2 separate regions of the Sus scrofa genome follow, and region 1 is linked to region 2. Evidence: chromatin contacts called from public HiChIP or PLAC-seq data. All regions are on one chromosome and are shown on one strand. The core of a region is the stretch at or near the end of the contact, and the rest is flanking DNA. Distances in the headings are between cores, read along the strand shown.

What was found. HiChIP or PLAC-seq counts read pairs in DNA pulled down with a chosen protein or histone mark.
Region 1: a contact with region 2 is called in an H3K27ac HiChIP or PLAC-seq map of skeletal muscle, with 5 times the contacts expected there. The contact joins two enhancer-like sites. A contact is called at or near these places in 1 of 47 Hi-C or Micro-C datasets (skeletal muscle) and 1 of 2 datasets of contacts at active chromatin or transcription factors (skeletal muscle).

What each region holds. Positions count from the first base shown.
Region 1 is chr10:9,215,780-9,221,903 of Sscrofa11.1, reverse strand. All of the region lies in intron 2 of LOC110255627 (a long non-coding RNA gene), which reads left to right. It overlaps LOC106507893 (a long non-coding RNA gene), which reads right to left. Exons shown (of 3, transcript XR_001304255.2): 2 at 1,669-1,893; 3 at 792-1,033. Among named protein-coding and RNA genes, the nearest start is that of LYPLAL1, 270 kb to the right of the region's middle. Within about 2 kb of position 3,548, at least 3 of the 83 cell types and tissues checked have an H3K27ac peak or open chromatin away from gene starts, as enhancers often do. A contact at or near this core is called in skeletal muscle, where this site is marked.
Region 2 is chr10:8,975,675-8,982,459 of Sscrofa11.1, reverse strand. LYPLAL1 (lysophospholipase-like protein 1) reads right to left here. Exons shown (of 6, transcript XM_021064303.1): 4 at 5,219-5,334; 5 at 4,332-4,448. Among named protein-coding and RNA genes, the nearest start is that of LYPLAL1, 33 kb to the right of the region's middle. Within about 2 kb of position 1,504, at least 19 of the 83 cell types and tissues checked have an H3K27ac peak or open chromatin away from gene starts, as enhancers often do. A contact at or near this core is called in skeletal muscle, where this site is marked.

The DNA.
Region 1 (6,124 bases), core at 2,299-4,798, 240 kb before region 2:
GCGATGTTTGTACAGCCTGCGAAGTATCTTCCCCAAGTGAGTCATTCTCATTCAGCTTCGAAGATTTGGCCGCTTCTCTATTTTCGATTCCACAAATATTGTAATTTCCACGAGAAACCTCAGAGGTCCCATTTCTGGCTCAGGAGAGGGTTAACACACACTCCACCCAAGAGTCGCCGGTACTGGGCTCCATTCATTTTCCAAAATGTAGCCTGTTCCGTTGATTAGTCTGCTCCACGTCATTAAAGCAAAGCAGACCTGCACCCGGACAGTTAGCGGGACCCCAGCCGTGTGGTGTTGCAGTGACCCTGACCACACTTGCCCCTCAAGCTCTAGGTCTTGATCAATTCCTAGAACCCGAAGCTCTGGCATAGTGGTCTCTGACAAAAACAAATGAGGCTGTTTTGGTGGCTTACTTACAAGAAATCAAGGGCTCTCTTCTGATCTTTCTCTCTCTCTCTCTCTTTTTTAAGGGCCACACCTACAGCATAAGGAAGTTCCCAGGCTAGGGGTTGAATCAGATCTATAGCTGCCAGCCTACACCACAGCCACAGCCACAGCCACACAGGATCCAAGCCTCATCTACGACCTACACCACAGCTCACAGCAGCACGTGATCCTTAACCCACTGAGCAGAGCCAGGGATCAAACTCACATTTTCATGGATGCCAGTCAGGTTCATTACCGCTGAGCCACGACCAGAACTCGGTGATACGTCTCTTGATATCCATGTACCAAGTTTTTTTTTTTTTTTTTTTTCCACACAGTTTCCAGGAGAAAATGAGTGGGGCTTTTAAAGTAGACACATTTATTTGCCAGGCAGAGAAAAGCTGCACACATCCTAGGACGTAAGGAATGCTGGGATGGGACCTCGGCCCCGGTGCTCCCTCATGCCTCTGCCTGGTTGCATGAGAGCTTCATGCCTATGGGATCACTGGCTTCTGCTTTGAGAATCCGCATGCAGACATCTCTTGAAGAGGTAACCCAGGAAGCTGCTGTCAGTCGTGAACACTATTTCGTGATTCAGTTGATCCTGGAAGAAACAGGTCATTGGATCAGTAAGATTTCATCAGGGGAGAGAGGGGGAGAGAAAAGGGACCTCAGAGGAACCGAGCCGATGGAAAAGACCTGGTAGATTTGGCCACTGGAGACCCTGGTGGTGCTGAGGAGGGCATCTCACACTTGCTGGAAAGGAGTCTTCAGACCCTGGCTTTGGAGCCCTCCCACTGGGCTTCCACCCTCCTCAGCATAAGCCTATCTGAGTTATGACTTTTAACAAGTGCCCGTAGGAAGCCGGACCTGAAATTCTGTTAAATTCAAAGCAAAGCTGGGCCTGAAACTTTATTTAATTTAAAGTGACAGGTGGGGGTGGATGGGGGGTTTGCAGTTGGCATATGCACACTGAGGTATATGGAATGATTGGCCAGTGGGGATCTGCTGTAGAGTACAGAGAACTCTACCCAATATTCTGTGAAAATTTATGTGGAAAAAAAATATGGAAGAGAATGAATGTGTATATATGTATTACTGAATCACTTATGTTCATTAGGCTGAATGCGAAAAACCACAAGCCAAAGAGGGCATAGTATATCATTGCATTTTATGAAATTCTAGAAAAGGCAAAAACTGTCTTATAGTGCTGGAAACTATGTGAACATAAGACTCAACTGTGTTGTTGCATCAATCTGCATTTCTTTTGAGAAAGGGTTCTTTTTTTTTTTCTCTCTCTCTCTCTTTTTTTTTTTTTTCCATTGCATAGAGCAGGAAACTCCAACTTGAAGAGTTGAGTGATTTTTTCCTGAAGGTCTCAGCTTCCAAGTAGCCCATCCAGGACTTCACATAAGATCTTCAGCATCTGAGATTACTTCTCATGATGTTGCTCGTGGTGCTGAACTGAAAGGAAGAGAAAACACTCACTGCACGTGGGTAGATATTAAACAGGAAGAAGGCACTGCAGGCACAAGGAAGAATATATTCTGATACTTGATATGAGGGTGATTCTTTGACTTAGCACTGGCATCTGATACAGCCAAGCCAGTCCGAATTCTTTCTCTGGGTTTTCCAACTGGGAATAAGGAAAAGGGTAAAACCTTTTCTGTTGTTAAAAGCTGCAGCATGTGAAGCCTAGGACTGGCCAGGGGCTGTATTTCCCTGCAATTTGGAACAAATGTGGACTAAAAGAGAGGGACGCCAACTTACGGGGGGAAAAAAAAAATGAAAGCTTAAAAAACAAAATGAAAGAAAATCCCAGCTGTTTTGAAACTTTGGCTCCATTTTTTTCTTTTTTGGGCCACACCTGCATCATACAGAGGTGCCTAAGCTGGGGGGCGCATCAGAGCTAGTTGCCGGCCTACATCACAGCCACAGCAATGCCAGATCTGAGTCCTGTCTACGACCTACCTTGCAGCTCATGCAACGCCGGATCCTGAACCCACTGAGCAGGGCTAGGGATTGAACCTGTGTTCCTCATGGGTACTAGTTGGTTTCCTTTGCAGCTGAGCCACAACAGGAATTCCTTCATTTGTTTTTGAGGGGCTAACAGCATCTGTATCATTCCAATGAATTGGTTACTTAACCCTTCATTTGATAACCTGAGATGTTTCAGTATCAACCAGTAAATTCCCTCTAAATGAATTTGAGTTAGGTTTCTGTCACTTGCAATCAGAAGAACCTTGCCTAACACATGGTGCTTAAAAGGATTTAAGTGCAACATTAATTGCATAATGTTGCCACATCTTGTAAAAAAAAAAAAAAGTACTAATATTCATAGTAACTCTAGTTAAATATACTGCACAAGTATTGTGCCAAGAAGAATGACAGCGCTGTATTTACCTTTTCAGACAGTCTTTGTTTCCATTTGGCATATACAGAGGTTGAAATATTAACAGTGGATCTCAGGAGAGAAACCCAGCTTTGTAAGGTCTTTGGGTGATAAAATATATTATATAAATAATCTGTGTTCAAGATCAGCACATTCTATACATTTTTTTGCCTGCTGGGAGTTACTCATTTTTATGGAATACGACCTGGCCCACTGTAATAAATGTGAGCAAAACTGCCAGGGGATCCCTTTTTTCTCATTTTCGTATCATATGCAGGTAGTGAATAATGTCTTGTGTATTTGAGGATCCCACTTTCAGAAGCAGAACACTTGCACATGGGAAAGACCGGAGCGGGTAAATCTCCTTTTAAGAAGAAAACAGGCCAACAGCAAAAAGAAGTCCTTCTGAACTCCTGCAAAGACATCCTCCCTTTTTTTGAGGACCAGTTCCCAAGAATGCTATCAGCACCCCAACCCCCGCACCCCCAAGAGCACTCAAGGAGCAGTAGAAATTAGCACTTGGTTAAAGTTTCTCTTGGCCTGGCTTTGTTACTCTGACTCTTCTTCCTGCTTTTGGTTTCTCCTTTGTCTGCTTTTTCCTCTGTTACTGTTTCCCTTCCTTCCCATTTCCCCGGGGGCTTAATTGAGGGTAGCGCCAAGTGCCCCTTCCTCCTCCTTTGCGCCTCTGTGAATTGGAGAGGGCCTGACCTCAAGGCCGTCCCCATGCAGGGGGTGGGTTCCGTAGTTTCCACTTTGAACTTCATGCTTCAGCGTATCCGGATGCTCAGAGGAAGAATGTACGAGAAACAGGGGATAATTGAATTACAGATTTCTGTTGTGTTCGGGATGTTAGCTCTTGCACACATGTAGCAATTCTGGATTGCTTAAGAGGTCCCTGGTGTGTTTTTGGCAAATGGAGACCTTTACATGTGCCCGGCTCAGGTCCAAGGGACATGCATGGTGCTGGGTTTACTTAACTACTCATCTGCCTGCATTTTCTTCCAATTCCTTAGAAAGGCAATTGAAAAGGAGAAGAGAGAAAGAAAAGGGGTGTAGACCTCGATGACCAAAAGAATTCCTTTTAGATAAATCCCGAGACGAGCTTCAAGATTAAAAAGCTAAGACATTCCTCAATGGAATACTTGCAGGAAATAAGATCCTCATCCAGGCAGCTTTCTTTAAAAAACAAAACAAAAAGGACTGACACATGGACATGTGTGTGTGTGTTCACGTGTGTGTATGTTTGATTTCATATTGTGAGCTGAATAGTGACCTTTAATGACTTTCAGATTTGCTTAGCATGAGGGACAGATGAAAAATTATCTAGGAGAGAGGCTGCCCTCATTAGCGATATACATTGGTCTCATTTAGGAAGCATCTGTGAGGTATAAAGAATGAAAAAATAAAACTGACAGGAAAAAAATTAAAAATTCTTCTTTCTTTAGAGCATATTTTAAAGGTACAAATAGAAAATGTCATGCTTAGTATTAATTACGAACAGCCAGGGCGCGAATTTGGAGTTCCAAACTGAGAGAAGAAAGAGGGGGGAAGAGAACGCAACTTGAAGCCACACGGATCTGCATCCTGGGGGAGCCAAGCCCCTTCTTTCTCTCCAGTGGGAACCCTGTCTGCCTTCAGTCCTCTGGGGTCCCCAGAGGACAGGTGCACAGCCCCCCACCCTGGTGCTGGAAAGCATTATGTCCACCTAGGGCTCGCTGCTCCTGGTGCTCTCTAAGAGGAGTGGTCCCCTCTCTCTCCTAGTATCAAGTACAGCAGCTGGCACGTCCAACTCTAAATAAGAAAGGATCAGGAATAGTAATGGGATTTGCTGTTAAATGAGGAGGAGATGATGGGATGAACAGCCCTCCGAAGCTGAGAAAGGGGCCTTTCTTGTTCTCTCCTCTGATTTAAAGATAGTGTTGCAACCACCAGACCCATGGTCAGGGTACAGTCTTAGAAGAGGATAGAATGTTTCAAAGCTGGATAGTCCACGGAAGGTTTGAAGGAGAAGAGGAAAATGAAGGTAGGGGATGCTTGAGTGTCATCTGGTTTAAGTGGTATTTTTTCCCAAACACCTCGCTGACTGACACTGAAGAAATGCGGGTGTTTTGGGGGAAGGGCTCAAGTGTGAGACATAATTTTGATTGTGAAGCCCTTCAAGGATGGATGGTGCTAAGTGGATTGTGAACTGTCCAGATATTGGCTTTCAGCATCTGCAGATCAAGGGAAAGAAAGTGCCATTGCATTACAGAAAAAAATGGTAGAAGAGGAGAAAAGAAAGCATGAAGCCAAAAAGAAGTTCAACAAAGGAGCTGAATAAAGACCCATCAAAATCTGCCGATGTTGCGAGCCCTCTCTGCTATCATTCATATTGTGACTATGATAAAATGTTTCTTTGTTTCATATAAATTCTTTTTTTCTAATCTTTCCTAGGATACTGATGACTCCATAAGGGTGGGGCCATGCGCTGTATGCCTCTTGTATTCTGTTATGGCATTGCTCTCAACCTGATGCCAGGAGCAAAACAAGGACTCCACAAACACTCATTTATGGAGGACCAGAGATGCCTAAAGGACCAAGCTGCAAAGTAGAAAAAGCTAGACACATCAGTGATGCATTTTAGAGAAACCACTGTTTCATCTTTACCCTATTTTTTCAAGGGAATTTTTCTTCAATGTAAATTTGGCTGTTACAGTTATTAAAAAGTGAGACAAAGAGGTGAAACTCATGCAACATTTTAGGGAAAATGATTCTTCAGAACCACCTTGCCCTCACACTTGCTTTGGGGGCTCTTCCTTCAGAACAAAAATCATAAGCTCAAGACACAACCAGGCACCCATAGGGTTGAGACAAAACTCTGCCAAAAGGGAGACGTCAGGCAAGGGATTCATGGGGCCTCCACTTTATTGTCACTTGATGTTTAATAAAGCCACATGGCACTGGTCTAAACTGTGCTGAGAGGAAGGGCTAGTTCAGTGTGATGTGGTTCTGAAAACACCAACTCTGACAAGTGGTAGAAAATTGTTTAATTCGCAAAAGATGACTGAAGCACCAGATCTGGGCAAATAAAGAAAGTGGACGTTGCCCCTTGACTTGATAGTTGCATGAGCCTTTCTCATCAGTCACCAGGAACTTTACGGAGCAGTCAGATTTCCTGGCGGGGGGTCAGGGGCGGGGCAGGTTTATGGGAGCCACAGAGAAAAACGGTGTTGGAGTTTTCTCTCTCTCCGTTTCTTCCCTCTACCTGTCTGTATCGTTGAACTGAGCTTGTTCTGAAGTCCACCAAGCAAAAGGCCGAGATGA
Region 2 (6,785 bases), core at 255-2,754:
AGAATGGGATCAAGACAGCTCCCCAACTGGTACCCTGTTTACTGCTAATTCTCCTCCAGTAGAAGGACCTCGGTCAATCTCAGCCTCGGGCCCCCCTTTTAGAATAACGGATACTAACATTCGTTCTGTATGGACAGAAGGATCCTTCCTCCTTCTGACAACAGGTGCAGAGACACATACCTGCCTCGAGTGTGAAGGAAGGGAGATTCACGATCCCTACGGGGAGAGGCCCGGCTAATCTTTAGACCGCTCTCTGGTGGATGGATGGATGGCATCATGCAGCATGCTCCTCAAGGGGCAACACGACAGCCGCGTCTACGCCGCCAGCCCTGCATCCGCTGGGGTGGCGTAGAGGGCCACAGAGCACACTGGGTCCTACCTGCCTTAAGGGCACTTTGGACCCTTCAGAAAACTGCCTGGAGACGATTTCCAGTTGGAAGCCACAGAGAGGGCACTGACTGGCACTCAGGGACAGGCTTTCGTGGTCCTAGATGGAGTTTACAAGGCTGGTGAGGTCGACCCCCTGAAGAGTGAGAAACAGACTCCGAAAGCCCGAACTGTTGCAGGCCACCGATATGCCTCTCCAAACTGAAATGGGACAGCATGGAGTCTCCCCCCTGCGCCCCCATACCCCTGAGATCCGCCCCTCCTCCTTTCACAGACCTCAGCTGGCGTAAGGGACAGCTTGGGGCCAGGGTGACACGGCTCTGTTCTCCAAAGGGATGAAAAATCGCAATCTATCCCCAGGGAATGTGGGAAAGAGAAGGGGTTCACACTTTTGTGGATCTGGCCGAGACTGGCACCCGAGTTCCGGCCGACAGGTCCCTCCAGGGAGGATTATGCCCAAATTTGACTGCTCGGCTTGGGCAAGAGTTCACAGCAAGGAGGAAGACGTAAACCCGGGAGTGGAGCCCTCAGGGGGGACTCAGTGTCTTGTCCTCTGGGTCCCGCTGCTGAATGTGTGACTGGTATTCATGTTTGACATGCTTACGCTGTAAATGCCCGCGAGGTCCCAGAGCCATTCTCCTGCTTGGGAGGGGCTGCACGGAGGGAGCTGCCGGGCCCTCCACCGCTGAGGACCCTTCAGGCCACAAGCCTCTGTGACAGACGATGCTGCCAGTTGCAGCCTCTGGCAGTCGGAGGTGGCCTCCTTTGGACTCACTCACCGCCTCCTTGCCACAGCTCCCAGCTGGACCTCTTTTGAAAAAGCAGCTGTCAGCTTACTCTTGGGCTCTTGTTGAAACGGAGTGCCCGTCCCCTGGAGGAACTGTGACTCTCTGGCCTGGTATTTCCCTTTTGGGATGGATCGACTCAGACTCAATGACTAACAACGTGAAAAGGATCCAGTCGTGGAAATGGCACATTCAAGACTGCAGCCGGCCTGGCCTCAGCGGCGCCTTGGCTCTACATGAAAAAATGGCAGCTCTTCCACCTCAACACCTGCAGCATAGCTGCTGGTGCAGGGCCGCTGAGTCACAGAGGTTCCCTTAACGCCTGGGCCTGCTTCAGCGGTGGCTGGCTGAGCTGAAACCCGATGGTGGCCACTGGTCAGATGCAACTGTTTGGGCTCAGGGCCAGCGACTCAGAACTGAAAGTGGACAGGGTCTTTCTGCTCAGTGGGCAAAACTCGAGGTTGCCCTCATAGCTCTGGCAAACACAACATTGGATCAACCTCATTATATTTTTACTGACTCTTGAGTTGTTGTCATGGCCTGATTATTTGGACTGTCACTTAGCGAACCACAGACTGGAAGATTAAAGACAGCCCCCCCTCCCTTTGGCTCTGCTAACCCAGGAAATAAACAGTGGCTGCTGATTGAACCATCTGAGTCACTTATGTAGAGGGACCCACTTTTCTGCTGAAACTGACTGGAGTCAAGCTGCTGGTCGAGACTGGACGGCCAGACTGCCAGCACTGCTTACTTAAGCCATCAGCAGACTAGACACGGTGACACATCAACCATTATACTGGATACAAAGCAAAGGAGCCAGTGTTTTTGATATACGGCCTGCCGTTGCATGCCAAACTTTTGAGTCCTGACGAAAGTTGACCCAGTTGTCTGGCAGTGAAGGCAACCACACTGCCTGGGGCATTGCCCATGCTTGCTCCTGACACACTAATTACATCTGACTTTTGACCTCTTCTTGGGGTTGTAAGTGGTGCCTCACTGTGTATTAATACTTTCTCAGGTTATGTGTCACTGTTCCAGTCTGATAAGCTGACAGGGGCCACACTACTGTGGCTCATAAAATGAATCTGTATTGTATTTTTGGCTTTTATTTCTGGAAAGCTTCCCGTTCAACAATGCAGAGCCTTTTGTTGCAAAATGATTCAACAGTGAGCTGGCAGTCAGGTACTGGATGGGCTGCACACAGTCCCTACAACTCACTGGGGTTTGGTATCTTTGAGCATTGGGTCTTTCTCAGCAAAAACTGACTCAACAGATGTCTGGATCTACCCGTTTTACTTTCTCCTGGACCACACACCCTGGTGAGGTGGTTAGGTCAATAAATACAGCTGTCCTCAGAAAGGGGTCCTAGGCTGTTTTCTGGGCAAGGGTCAGAATAAAATGCTGGGAGATGAGGTAAAGCTCTTTCAAAGCCTTGTGATTCCTCCTGACCATTAAGGCCGGGGCTCTGGTGGAGGCTGCACCGCCCTGGACTGTGCCTTGCAGGCCCAGATGGAGTCTGAGCAATTGCCCTTGCAACGCTGGATGAATGCTTTGGACGAAGTAGGAAGGTCGGTACAGAGACGTAAGGAGAAGGACAGCTGGCCTCCTGAGGCACATCCTTACCAGGCCATGGAAATTGTTCAGCTGGATGGGACCAGGCCCTTGGTGGGCGCAGCTGGGACCAGGGCTGCAGCGTGGCTGGTGCTTAGAGCTCTGATCATAGCAGCTTAATTCAGTGCTGGATGGAACAAACGGACCTGATCTGGTTGCAGCTAAATGGCAGAGTTGACCAATATGACAGAGATGACGCACGCGATGACGCACGCAAGGACCTGCACCTTAGCCTCAGTGCGGGAACACGCTGCGGCCGCCCTTCCCTGGGAAAGGCTGTATGCGTGTAGAGCCGCAGAGACGTGTTTCTACAGGCAGATGTGAAGCAGAATCAAACATACATAACAGTACACTGGTTCTCTGTAAATATAATTTTGGTTTTTCACGTGTTAAAATTACACACAAAGTCTTGTGTACCAGCTGTCTTTGTGTCTCATATAATCTGAATTTTCCTGAAATGTGTGCAAGGCACTGGTAATTCTGTTCTCTTATCATACCTCAAGAAATTCCTATTACGTGAAAATAACGGAGTTCGCATTGTGGCTCAGCGCATGAGGACACGGGTTCCATCCCTGGCTTCGCTCAGTGGGTTAAGTGCTGCCCCAAGCTGTGGTGTAGGTCGCAGACGCAGCTCGGATCTGGTGTTGCTGTGGCCGTGGCGAGGCTGGCAGCTGCAGTTCCAATTCAAGGCCTAGCCTGGGACCCTCCATATGCCAGAGGTGCGGCCCTAAAAGAACAAAACAACAAAGTGCCACCCCTATACATCCACGAGAATGGATAAAATGGAAAAGACCGGCCATACTGAGTACTGACAGGGACCTGGAGCCTAAGTGGAGCCCCAGGCCTGGAGCAGACCAGTACTCTGGTCTCACAGAAAGAGGGCTCCAGCGGGCACCTGAAGGCTTCCAGCCTCCACTCTCGAGGCTTTGGGGGAGTCTTTACTCCTCCTATCCCTGGGATCAAATACCAGTAACACCCACTCAGTCTACCTCCTCAAGGCCCTGTGAGGATCGGCGGAGACAACGCGAAACCACGCGACACACGGGACGGGGGGGCACTGAAAACCACAGAAACACGAACACCCCGCTGGGAAGGTGGTTTAAAGAAGGTGACGATGAAGACAAAATACTATCATGTGAAACCTTTTCATGATTTCCCACTGCCTTTACTTCAGCTGGTTTAATTGCTTAGTACTCAATTACTTAAAAGGTTTCCAAATATTTATGAACACGTATCTGACAAATCACGCACAGACGCTTGCCTTAATTAATGTTTACCATGACCTGGACCATACTACTCTCTGCGGTGCCCAGCATTTAACGAATAAGCCCGTAACCTACTGATGTGTCTCACTATTTTCGCTTATTTATCAAATTAGACTCTGGCCGTAAAAGTCACTTTTCAACAAGACACTACATGTCTGTGAACAAATCCGTCCCGATTCCGTCACTCTGGGAGCTTTGTGAGAATCCAGGACTTCAGCTTTTCTAGCTCTGCTTTGCTTAACTCGTGGTGCACGCCTGGGAGGCTATGAAACCTTGTGCTCACCCCCAGAGACGTCAACGTGGAGTTTGTCTCCTCGCCCCAGGCATGAAGAACTAGCTCATCTGCGGTACCGTGACACTGGAACAACTCAGGGAGCAGGCCGTCACTCTGCTGGAGCGCCTAGGGGGGAGAAGAGAAAGAGGGAAGCGTCTCAGACCCTCATGGAGACCAGCATCCTCGGGTCTGAGAGGCCGAAAGACGCCAGGGTAACCCACGCCTCAGTACTTCGGGGGAAAGGGGCCGTGGTGGTGCCGTCTGAGGAACTCGCCGGAGGGCCGGGCCCCCGTGGGCCACAGCGGACGTGACCTGCACCCACACGCAGAGGACCAGCTCGAGGCGGCCGAAGCACTTCCTGCAGAGACCGTGTGTCTTGGGAGGACACACCTCTTTCGCATGGAGTGGAAAGAGGGAGGCGCACAGGGCTAAGGGATGATGCAGGGGAAAAATGACATGTCTATTCGCATCGCTGCACCTGCTGGTTCCATTGCTGGTAACGAGGCTGCAACACTAATGCGCCATATTCATAAATTAGGACATTGCTGCAGAACAGGTACTGGCTGTGTAACTGATTCTCTGGTTTGATGACGCTCATGACATAACAAACAAACCTAGCTCAATCATCTATATTTTTAATATGCATAAAAGATACATGATTTCCACACACATTTTTTTATCCTACCCCTTTGACACTTTGCTGAACCAAATTCTTTGCGGAAACATGACTGACTGGCTGGTATTAATCAATAAAACTAATTTGGTCATCAAGTCTCAGAAATGCCCTGTGTAGCAGTGGTTAATCAATGTTGTTTTACTTGCAATGTGTCAGTGTCTAATGGTTTTCCTCTCTTTCCTTTTTTTATTCTGCTTTGCTTTTAAAATCTGGAACTTACCTGGTAAACAGCAGATGCTGTATTCAGAAAACTGGAAAGGGCAAATACTCCTGCTACGTCTTGATGATTTCTAAATGCTAAATGCATTGCCATGCATCCTCCCATAGAAAATCCTCCTACAAGAAGCAAAAGTTCACTTATCAGACATAGCAGAATATGTGTTAACAATAATTTAGAACAAGATATAGCTATGCCAGGTTTCCATAAATATTTGGAGACCTAAAAGAGATAAATGCTAAAAAGAAAATTTAGTTTACTTTAGAGCTCATGGAGAAAGACCTGCCATGAATAAATAGCACTGTTCTATCTATGTCATCACTGGTAAAATAATCTCTCATAAGAGGGGCTAGAAGCGAACAAAGACATCTTGGTCGTCGAGTAAAAATATTCATCGTAATTCAAAATATGAGTCATGGCACAAGTGTTATTTATTTAAACTCCTAATGTCGACTTATATTTTGTTTATACTTATTGGAGTCCTCACACTGGAACTACAATTAATAACATACACCTTTTTGCCTTCTTTGCCAAGCTACATGCTCCATAAGGATTCTATTTCTAGTGTTTGCCGTATCAGAGATGTTCAGGGATCTTTGAATTAGGAAGGAGGATCCAAAATTTGATGAGCCAGTTAAAATATCTTTGTATTATAATATTATTTTGAAAACAGCCTTGCGATGGTATAATTAAAACATACACATCCATATGTACTTTCAAAAAAAGAATGTGGGCAAGTTCCCGTCGCGGCGCAGCGGAAAGGAATCCGACGAGTGTCCGTGAGGACATGGGTTCAATCCCTGCTTCACTCAGTGGGTCGGGGATCCGGCATTGCCATGAGCTGTGGTGTAGGTCACAGAGGTGGCTTGGATCCCGCGCTACTGTGGCTGTGGTGTAGGCCGGCAGCCACCGCTCCAATTCAACCCCTAGCCTGAGAACTTCCACATGCCTCAGGTGTGGCCCTTAAAAGCAAAATATATAAATAAAATAAATAAAGAGTTTGGCAGAAAACAATTTACTCACTTGACAAACTTTTACTGCATTTTATGTGCCAAATACGGTCACTGGAGTGACACTAGCCACTGGAGACGTGCAGGTTAAAATCCATGGACCCCTCTGTTCGAGGGAAAACAGATACGTGACAGGATGGGGAGGCAGGAACATGCCCTGGCATGGCACAGGGGGAGCCCTACAGACTTACAGGAGTCAGCCAGACTCAGGGCCACCCTCCCCAGCCTGAGTGAGAGTTAAAGGACATCTGATTTAAAAGAAATCCGTATGTTACAGATAACAAGGCTGTAGGAACACAGTTTTCATTTGCTGGAGAAATTTAAGATCTTCAATTACATCTTTGCCAAATGTACCAAGGAACATAATAAATGTGACTGACTAATGAAATGTTTAATTTTATTACATTTTACCTATAGTTAAATTATGTTTACTCACATGTGGCTAGGGAGTATCATATTGGACAATGAAGTACGTGCAGAAAATCTAAGCTGTCCCAGTGACTGAAAAATCCATACATGGAACACCAGTGAAATCAATGTTTTCTAAAAAATAAGGTTGT